Linked DNA regions of Hordeum vulgare: region 2 is linked to region 1. A link is a contact called in public Hi-C data. All regions are on one chromosome and are shown on one strand. Each heading gives the region's core, a stretch centred on a gene start, on an enhancer-like site or on the middle of the called end of the contact. The rest is flanking DNA. Distances are from core to core; before and after follow the strand shown.

Region 1 (5,261 bases), core at 1,504-4,003:
GTAGTAGTTCAAAAAGTTCATAGGTTGTGGTTGGGCCTGCGAAGTGGATGAACGGCAGTATCGGGGTCGGGGATGAACGGCCCAATCGGGACCGGCTTGGGGCCCTGCTCACATCGTTTGAGGCCATGTTGGAAACCTCGGCCAAACTTCCATTATGGGTTCCAACTCATATAGGTGACTACCTTGAAAGTGAGTCATTTAAGTTAGCGTCTCTGGCCGACACCCATGTCAGGCTTCCGCTTGAAGGTTTTCGAGTACATGACATGTAAAGGGCGATGAGTGGTGGGAGCGTGTGTGATGAAGTACACACCTACATGGTAAACTATCTATTCGAATAGCCGCGTCCGCAGATATGGACTACTTGGAAACTTACATGGTTCATGGATAACGTTAATGGATACTATAAAATGCGCAAGATAAGTGTGAGCGATATGGATGGCCTTCTCGTAGGAAGACAGGAGTGGGTCCATAGTGGTGTATTGATGTGGTGAGTATGTGGACTCGTGTGCGCTCTCTCGTAGGGAGACGAGAGAGGGAGGATACTTTGTTGTAGTTTAGGTTAGCCAAAGGTCAAAGCTGGCATTTCTGTAGTAAACCCCACAACCCCGTTCAATGATACATGATGCATATGTAGATAGTTCTGATGTAAGTCTTGTTGAGTACCTTCATACTCATTGTTGCTTATTTACATCGACGATTAGCTTGGGAACCGAGATAGTAGCGTGGCTTCTTTGGTAGGGTCGGTGTAGCTTTTCAGACTCCTCCAGCTGTTTTTAGTAGATGACTGTATCCAGACATGTAACTTCCACTTGCTGTTTGTATGCTCTCAATGTTGGGTCTCGTGACCCCTTCTTCTAACATTATACTATGTTGGCTCTTCGGAGCCTTCTAAATAAATGTTGTATTGTAGAGTTAAGTTGTGATGCCGTGTTGTATCTACACATACCATGCATATTGTGTGTATGTCTGAAATGCATTGGTATGTGTGGGGATTCGACACCTAGTTGTGTGCCTATGGTAGTCTTTTTTTACAGGGAAATGGCTCTTTGTGCTTCCACCGAGCCATGGTAACTTGCTATTGCTCCGGACACATTGATTGACCGACATGTATCCTTCTTTGTTGTTGTGTTTGTCCCTAGAGGGAAATGGCATGCGGTGTAATGGAGTCTGTATAGCTTGCTACGACTTGTCTACACACGTTGATGACCGACACCTGCATTGTTGGGTTATGTATGTTTGCTCATGTACGGTTGTGTCACTTGGGTTTATAACTAGTCATGTCCACCCGGGTTCTGTGGTGGCAGCCGTTGTGTACCGTGCGTGAGGCCATAAAACCATATGAGGTGTTACATGCTAGATCTCTGTGACTTAGGATCGGGATCCCCACATGATAATATTTTTCATCTCATCAAAATAAACATATTTCTACCAATTTTTCATCTCATCAAAATAAGCATATTTCTACCAATCAGTACTGAAAGTTTGAAAAGGTTTAAATGCACATTTTAGGAAGTCATCTATTTATGAGTGATAGATGTATATATTTGATTGTACCAAACATGCAAATTCAACATCACAATTTTCAGTTCACATTGACACACGAATTTTTTATATTTACATGGTTCGTCAACAGAATTAGCGAAGGCGCGTGTTAATGAAATCTACTAGTATTATCATCATCTTGCCAGTATAAAGATATTTTAATCAATTAGCAGTAAAAGTTTGATTTTTTTTTACTGTAATAATTCATTTATTTACACTGAAAACCACTTTTTTAAAGTTTGCATTTGTACCACTCATGTCCAGCATGGTTCTTCAACATAAGTTCTAATTTTGTTCCAAGAGAAGGATATATTTTCCATATTCTATAGTCGCCAAGAGCCAAGTATTGTTCATATGACCTACATCGTCATTCCTCCAGTTCAGTTAATACCCCCTAATTAGAACCAAATTGAAAGAATGTAATTCCCTTTTTTTGGCCCATGGATGACCAGAATAACTGCTACATATTTAAATGTTAACCATTTTAAAAAATATTCTTCAAATTTTCTACCTATATTTCCATTCTTCTATGGAATTGCATACTTCATGAATTGCCAGCCCGTGCTGTGACACGGATTAATGACTAATATACGCATAACTAGTGACGACAGACCTGAGAAAGCATTGGAACAACATGCACATGGTGAAACAAAAATATGCACGCGCGCGTGCGAATCCACTAGAGTACAAGAACAACAAATTAATGAATCCAAATCGAATCTCACACAACGAATCTCTCAAGAATCCACTAGCTTATCGATCAACGAACAAGAGAAAGATGAACAAAAGAATGAGAACCCTCTGCGCATAGACAGGCTCAGAAGAGCTTGTAACGGGAGGAGGCGTCCAACGGGTGGATGAGGTAGGTGAGCACCAGCGCCACGATCATCAGAAGGTAGGCGACGCCCTGGTCGATCGAAGACGCTGCACGTATTGGCAAGAAAACAAGTGAGAAGAAATTTACAAGGAAAGAAGCAACTCAGAAGGGAAGACGCCACAGTCTGATGGCTCACCGTCGCTGGTGGGCGCCGGTGCGGGGGCCTGCGCGGCGGCGAGGGCCGGCATGAGGACGGCGAGGAGGAGCACGGCGGCGGCGACAAAACCAAAGAGGGTTCTCGCCATGCCAGCCGCGGCGTATCTTGGATGAACAGATGCCCTCTATCCCTCTCCTGGGCTCTCTGCCTTGTCCTCACGTTCTGCCGCTTCTTGTGCCATTATATAACCTCCCTTGATAATTGATTGATTATATAACGGCTCTCTTCCCCTCTCCTGGAATTGGCTGGACCTCGCTGGGATCGCGATGGCGTCTTGCGCCAGCGCCGGGGCCCGCTCACATGGACGACCGTTGCCGAATTTCTTTTAACGTCTTTACAGTCTGGATCCTGGATTGAGATTGGCTGGCTGTGTGTTCCTTTGTGCTCGCAATCATCTGGCCGCAAAGACATTCCCGTTTGTTTACTGGTTTGGTTGGACGAGACGCCGAATCAGATTCACCGATAGAGTTCAAGTTTTGATTAATGCGCATTATATTGCTAGCGTGTACTTGCAGCTGGAGTACAAAAGTACGAAAATCAAATCAACAGTTTTCGTGATCCAGGCTAAGCAGACATTTTCGCCCCAGCGGCCGTTGCTCACGCCTGCGCTGGGGTCGCAGAGCAAACAAAGTCCGACCACAAGACGAACAGTCTGTTAAGCCAAGTTACAATACATCTTCATAAAATTCACGCAGTGCGAAATGATCCAAGGACTCCCTCCAAACTCGGTCTGTACCTTTTTTTTTTTTTGTTCCAATCAGAGAGCTTTATTCAACAAAAGAACTCCTGGCATCATTAGCCAAGAGGCTGGTGAGCAGAAAAGATGGTCTCGAGTCAGTCCAATTTTCGGTGGTCAGCGTGCAAGCAAACTTAGCACAAAGATGGACCGATACATTGGATGACCGATTTACATGTTGAATATCAAAAAAAGAAAAAGAGGAAACTAGCTCTCTCATCTCTAATAGTAAAGGTGCCATCACAGATAAGCTATAGTGACGAATTTTATAGAGATTTACAATCTCCAAGCAGTCGGTTTCCATGATCACATGTGAGAATCCACGCAGTTTTGTAAAGATCACCCCATCTCGCACGTGCCATAGTCTCACTATCCAACCTCACAAGAGCGAGCAATTCAACTAGCAGGTGTATCAAGTGCCAACACATGTTTAACGACCGTACAATCTTACACAATCCCGGTCGCACGTGCCATTCTAGGAGTTCAGAGACTCATCGACTAGCAAGGAAGGTTTCACGTTAATTCGCATCCAACACAACCAGCCTAGTAGCCCTGCTTCATACTTTCGAATCGCGTCTTCTCGTCCTGTAAACAAAAATCTCAAAAGGTCAGTGTCATATTCTCGCCATGTCTTCATATACATCCGCAGAAATTAATTCAACTGGAACGACCATATCCAGATCGATTTGGAGGATGGCTGACACTGTGCTGGCACTGGTAGTCTAATATAACTAACAAGAAACCCGAGAGATGTCAAGCACAGCATCATATTTAGAGCCTGTTCGGACTCCCTCCGCTCTGCAGCTCCGGAGCGCCGTGCAGTTGTAATTTAGGGAGTAGCTAATAGGGTGCTCCGCGCTCCGCTCCCTGGTGGAGGAGTGCCGAACACAGTCTTAACAAACATCTTCTTAACTCCTGGCGTTGGCAACATAAGGAATTTCTGAGCCCAAATCCATGGATTCAATCTAAGGAATATGGAGACATGTCATGTGATTTGAAAGGTCTATCCATTCTTCCACTGACAAAGAGAAGGTGCACTGGGAATGAACTACGGCGGCAGAGCACCCTGTGCAATTGAATTAGGCAGTCCTTGCAGTTCAATTATATGTGGCCCATTATTTCTATCTTTGAAATGGTTGACAAGTGAGATACGAGAGATTTATCATCTGAAGTTTTGCTTGGCAGTAGAAACATATATAGTCTATTAACGATGCAAACTAGGCTGAAGATACAAATAAAAGGAGCAAATCACATGTAGTCTACTATCCTTAGTGTCACACAACATGAAGTCATCAATCGTGACTAAACTATTAAAGACACCACTGTTTAGATCGAAAAAGGAATGGCCAAGTCAGAAACTATTAAAGACCTCAAGACAGACATTTTTCCAGATTCAAAGCCTTCAGAATGACACAGTTCTATAAAACTAACAGTAATTTAAGAAAGTTTCCATTATATGTCTTATTCCTTGTTTTATCACCATTAAAAAAAACAGGAAGGTAGTACCATCGCACGCAAACAGAAAAAAATTGCCTCTATTTAGCAAAACACTAATTCAGAAAAGGTTAAGCAGCCTGGGAAGCTAAAAATGATACTAATGTTTATGGAAAGGAAGATGCAGCTCCAAGAAATAGCATAACAAGTTCTATGTGTGCAAACTAAAGATGCAACTTCAGCCATAACATATACTTGAAATTATACTAATGGAGTTAGAAGGTGGCCTGTTGTTCTTATCACAAAAGAAGAAAATATAGCGCTAGCAATGAATGAATTGGTAATCTTCTACAGATGCAATTGTCAATAATTCTGACATGCCTAGTTCATAAGTAGTACATGATAGTTCTGTATATTAGGTTTGTCTAAAGTCAAACTTTATATACTTTCAATAAGCTTGTAGGAAAATATATTAACATATACACCACCAAATCTATATCATTGGATGCATCACT
Region 2 (5,261 bases), core at 940-3,439, 840 kb before region 1:
GTACTTCCTTATGAACGTGAGATAATCGTTCGAAGTTATCTCATAGTATGACTGCAGGTTAGAAATGATCTTTGAAAACTAAGAGTTTTCGGGTGATGAACTTGGTAGGATAGAAAAGTAGCGCTTACTGCTGATCTTACCTGGTTGGTATCTTGAGTTGGAACTGTGGTTTCATCTATTAGAAGCAGTTTTGGAGCATTTGTCATGTTTGAGATGTAAATTAGTGAAGTTGGAGCAAATGATTGGATGAATAACGGCTTCTTGAGCCAATCTTCGGACATGTATTTGCCTTTGTAGCCATACTTGAGAAGCGTCTCGACAAACTTGTCCTCAAACTTCTTGCCACCTGACCACTTGACCTACATGTTTACTCAATAGTCATATTTTGAAAAATATTCAAGAAATCAGTAGACATTAAAGTTTGTTCATTTCTTATAAGTAAACAAAGTGTTCTCAGGAGTTGGTCAGGTTGAAATCACCTACATGCTGGTTGATGAAAATAGGACTCTTTATCTCTGGATATACTCCGACCACCCTGTCAGCATGAAGTGCAATCAAGATAAACTCATCAAATGTAAGAATATCGTACTTCCCTGCAATATAGTAGGAGAACACTATTAGCAGTTGAAAAAAAAGGACTATATAGTTATAAGGACATTTAAATAGCAATTAACAAAGATCAAGGCATCCGAATAATACTATATTTTGTTTCATTAGTGATGACATGTGAGAAGTATTTAAGAAAGCAGAATGCGATATGGAAAAGCGAGAGATAGAGAAGACAAAAGTTATACAATTATACTGTTGATCCCTGAAATCATAGCGCTGTTTCACCCTCAGTGATTTCAGTTCTCTTAGTGTAAAATCCACTGGAAGCAAGAAAAACTCCAAAAGTCAAAAGTAGATTCACAGCAAAAAAATGTTATAAATAGCAAGTTAGCTACAGAAGAAGATCGAGACACAGTTTCGTATACCGACAAACCACCCAGTCATATTCGCTCCCTGGACTTCATAGGTTCTCTTCCGGGCAGCGAACTCAGTACGGTTGCCGATGTCGGTCGTGTTTTCCAGTGTTACATCATGAAAACATATGAGATGCCCGTCCTTTGATGCAAGTATATCAGTCTCTATGAAGTCTGCACCTTCCTCGATAGCCCTCTGCCATAAACAATGCACAAATATATTCAGGTTTGGTTTCAAAAAAAAAAAAAAAAAAACAGGTTTGCATTAAGATATTGGATTTCAGTCTTCAGAGAATCTCCATCAGTACAAAAAACAGGCTAACAATCCGGACATGGCATAATCTTTGGGATATTCTTCAGCATACACCTCCTTTCATCATGGGTGGGCATGTGAATGTGCTGTCCTAAATTTATTCTGTAAGTCTTCTCGGGTACTGAAGACTGTTAGGTTCAATACTTGATACAGTTGAATTTGACGTGGTACTAAAATATACTACCATCTGAATCTTATACTAGAACATAGAAGAAAGGGCAAGTAATTGAGGAGTAAATTAGTGGCTACCAAGTATGCCGCAGATGTCTCTTCGGGTATTTCGCCATTGGAACCCCTGTGGGCAATGTTGTAAGGTCTGGATGTCTGTAGTGGCTGCTTCTTGTGGTTTACATCCAGCTGACCGTGGCGACGGGCAGCTGGGTTGGCATCTGATCCTCCAAGGAATAGGAGTACAAGGGCAATGACGGAGGCGTGCCCTGTCAGAGAATGCATTCAGTTTACAGGATCTTGAAACTACTCAAGATTCTGACGAACCAATTTGATACAGAATCAATCTTTGCCATATGAAATTGTTGTACTCGGAGATCAAGTTCAGATGAAGTCGAGATTATGTGGGGGACAAACATACATCGGCACTAACTTACATCAAATCTATGCATTATTGAGAGAGATAGAGAGAGAAACGGGAAGCCATGGTGTGGTACTTACAGAGGCAATCCATGGCGCTTCTGATGCCTCCCTCCTTGGTTCCTTCTCCTCCTATCAGAGAAAGCCTCCACCACCACCTATCGGAGTCGGAGTCGAAGCCAGAGAAGCCTTTAAGAAGCGGCGGCCTGGCACGGAATATTCCTTCGAGAGCGACGCAAACAAAAAAGTCTTGTAAGTGGCGAGGCTATTGGGATTTGGATTTGGACATGGTGTGAGCTTCCACCCTGCATTTTTCTGGTGCTTCTTTGATTTTCGCAAGGAGATGAAGTCGATTGGAGCTGGAATTGTGTGTCCGGCTGTCCCGTACCTATCGCGGAGTCGTCGTCAACTCGTCCGTCGCCCCGTACAGCAGGGTTGCAAGGGTGTCCACATGTTTGCTGTCAGTCAGTCAACGATTTCAAGTCAATGAAAGCCGCTGGGTTCACTAGTTGCATAGGGCCGCATCCTATGAGGAAGCTGCTGGGTATGGACTTTTTTTTTTTTGCCAATACGGTATGGCCATCCGTCCCTTTTTTTTTTGAATGTTGGCAGCGCATGCCAAATTCCTTGATTAGGGGGAAACAAAGTACAAGAGGCCCGTCCGAGGATGGACGAAAAAACAGAGGCAAAGGAGAAAAGGGAAGTAGAAAGAAGGCAAGAAGGCTAAAATACAACCGAGCGATTTCAGCCTGGATCAAAAGGGATCCTTGTTCCCGCCATGTTCCAAAGCCTAATCTCATCTTTAATCTTGCGCTCGAAGCCTTCCGCAGTCATGAGTTCATGCTGGAAGACTCTCATATTCCTCTCTCGCCAAATCTCCCACGTGATCAAGTGCACAAGAGATAGCAACCCCTTTTTCCTATCCTTGGGAGTGACCACGTACCTACCCTCAAACAAAACTTCGAACTTGGACTCTCCCTCCCATGATGCGGGGCAGAGGGAAGGCATGCCTGTCAATGAGGCGATGGTGTTCCAAACATTCCTTGACCATGGGCAGTCAAGGAATAGGTGTGACGGAGTTTTTAAGTTCCGAACACAAAGCGGGCAGAAGTAATCATTTTCCCATCCGTGACGCAGAAGAGCATCTGCCGTCAGAATCCTATCGAGCATGATCGTCCAGACTAGAAACCTGCATTTTCCTGGGGCCCATCCACGCCAGATCAGATTGTACCCAGCCATTTGAATTGAACCCTCAAACTGAATGTTGTACGCCGAACGCGCACTGTACGCCTTGTCCTGGGAGAATCTCCAGGTAATTGTGCCAGTGTGGCCCTCGTGAAGCACCACTCGATCCAGCCTACATGCCAGCTTTGAAAGCTCATCGAGCATGTCATGCATCAGCCCTTGAGACAAGTCTTGAAGCCATGTGTCATCCTTTAAGGCTTCCCAAACGGTGCGGTTTTTCCTTGCTGCAATCCTAAAGAGGGCTGGGGCGATCACCTTAGGGCTGCATCCCTCAAGCCAGCGGTCTTGCCAAAAGTTTGTGGCTCTGCCATCTCCCACTGTAATTTTCGTTGCCATCGCAAAGAGCTCCTTCTCCTCGCTTGAGCATGGCAATGCTGAATTTACCCAAGGTCGCTCCGAGTGCTTCCAAGCCATCCATAGCCAACGTAGCCTGAGAGCCCTGCCAAATTTAGCTAGATCAAGTACACCAAGGCCACCTAGGCGCTTCGGCCTACAGACCACGTTCCATGCAACTCTGCAGTCCCCCCAGTGCATGCCGTGTCCCCACTCCATAGCCAGGAGCGACAGATTTCGGTCAAACGCTTTACCACCCAGGCAGGTAGTTTGTGGATTCTCATCATGTAAATTGCAAGAGAGAACATACCTGTTTTAAGCAGAACCAGTCTTCCACTCTTCGCCATTAGCGTGCCCTTCCAAGTGCCCGCTTTGTTCCCGAATTTAGAAACCAACGGGTCCAGTTCTAACTTGGTGAGGTTGCAAAGTGACAGAGGCATTCCAAGATAGACCACATGGAATGCCTTGATGGGGAACCCAAGATGGGACAGTATGCGTGTGAGGTCCAAGGCACCACAGCGAATCGGAAGAGCCAGCTTTTGGACGCATTGGTGAAAAGACCGGTGGCTGTCCCGAAGCAGGTGAGAATCAGCTTAATCATCCTGGCGTCACTCTCCGAAGGGTTCATAAATAACGCGACATCGTCCACGTAGAAAGAGCAACGAGGCACCCTTCTCCTCGTTGCTCTGTGGCCATGGACAACATCCTCTGAAGGGGGTCCATCGCGAGGATGAAGAGGAAGGGGGACAACGGGTCTCCTTGCCGTAAGCCACACCTATGGAGTATGATCTCTGACATCTGCCCGTTAATCATGACACGTGATGCAGAAGTTCGCAGCAGCATCGAGATCCATTCCCTCCATCGCCGATCGAAACCCTGGCTTGCAACATTTCCAGCAAGTAGGCCCAGGAGACCGAGTCGAAGGCCTTTGCAATGTCCAACTTTAGCAGGATGGTCGGCTTCTTTGATTTATGAAAGAATTTCGCGGTGTTTTGGACGTGCAGGAAATTTTCTTGAATGTTGCGTGATTTAATGAAGGCACTCTAACATTGGTCCACCAACAGGGCAAGCTTCGGTGCCAGTCTCGATGCAAGTATCTTCGAGAAGATTTTGATCACACTGTGCAAAAGCGATATCGGCCTGAAGTCTTGCAATGCATCGGCCCCCATTCTTTTCGGAATGAGAACCAACAGCGCATGGTTCACCCTGTCAAGACCACGGCTGTCCATCCGGAAAAGTTGATTCAGCGTCGCCAACATGTCATATTTACCGTGTCCCAACATGTTCGATAGAAACCCCCCAAGAAACCATCTGGTCCAGGCGCCTTATCTACCGGGATCGCGTTGATGGCACTCTTGACCTCTTCAAGCGAAAGATCCTGTTCCAGGCCGGTTAAGTCCACGTGCTCAAGGTCCAATTCATCCCAGTTGAGAGCAGACGTGCGATGCTTTAGAGAGCCAAAAAATTGTGTGAAATGGTTGCGTGCCAGCTCGGTCATGCCGTCGGCTATCGAGATAGGCCCCTCTGGCCCCTGAAGTGCATGGATGGTATTCTTGTTGTGCCGCGCATTTGCCTTCCGCTGGAAATTTTTTGTGTTGGCATCACCCGCCTTGAGCCAGAGAACCCTGCTGCATTGCCGCAGCTTAATCTTAAGGAGGACCGCAAGGCCAAGCGTGCGAGCTTTTAATCTGGCGTGGAGGGAGCTTTCATCTGTGGATAGCTGTCTAGTATCTTGCGCTTGGTCTAGACGCAGAATTAGCTCGTTGACCATCGAGAATTGTTTTTGCAAATCACCAACAATGTTTTTACTCCATGATCGT

The links. A called contact is a pair of places that touch in the nucleus more often than the background predicts.
Region 2: a contact with region 1 is called in a Hi-C map of seedling, with 4 times the contacts expected there. The contact joins the promoter of LOC123426588 here to the promoter of LOC123426578 in region 1. A contact is called at or near these places in 4 of 6 Hi-C or Micro-C datasets (leaf and seedling).

Annotation. Positions count from the first base shown.
Region 1 is chr1H:111,999,423-112,004,683 of MorexV3_pseudomolecules_assembly, reverse strand. It overlaps LOC123426578 (arabinogalactan protein 16-like), which reads right to left and starts at 2,753. Exons shown (of 2, transcript XM_045110442.1): 1 at 2,556-2,753; 2 at 2,228-2,466. The coding sequence starts at 2,664. The coding sequence ends at 2,360. LOC123426559 (DNA-directed RNA polymerases II, IV and V subunit 11-like) reads right to left here. Exons shown (of 7, transcript XM_045110418.1): 7 at 3,560-3,897. The coding sequence ends at 3,856.
Region 2 is chr1H:112,834,251-112,839,511 of MorexV3_pseudomolecules_assembly, reverse strand. LOC123426588 (glycerophosphodiester phosphodiesterase GDPD6-like) reads right to left here and starts at 2,189. Exons shown (of 9, transcript XM_045110449.1): 1 at 2,168-2,189; 2 at 1,945-2,085; 3 at 1,525-1,712; 4 at 975-1,158; 5 at 795-869; 6 at 484-593; 7 at 141-359; 8 at 1-51. The coding sequence starts at 2,174.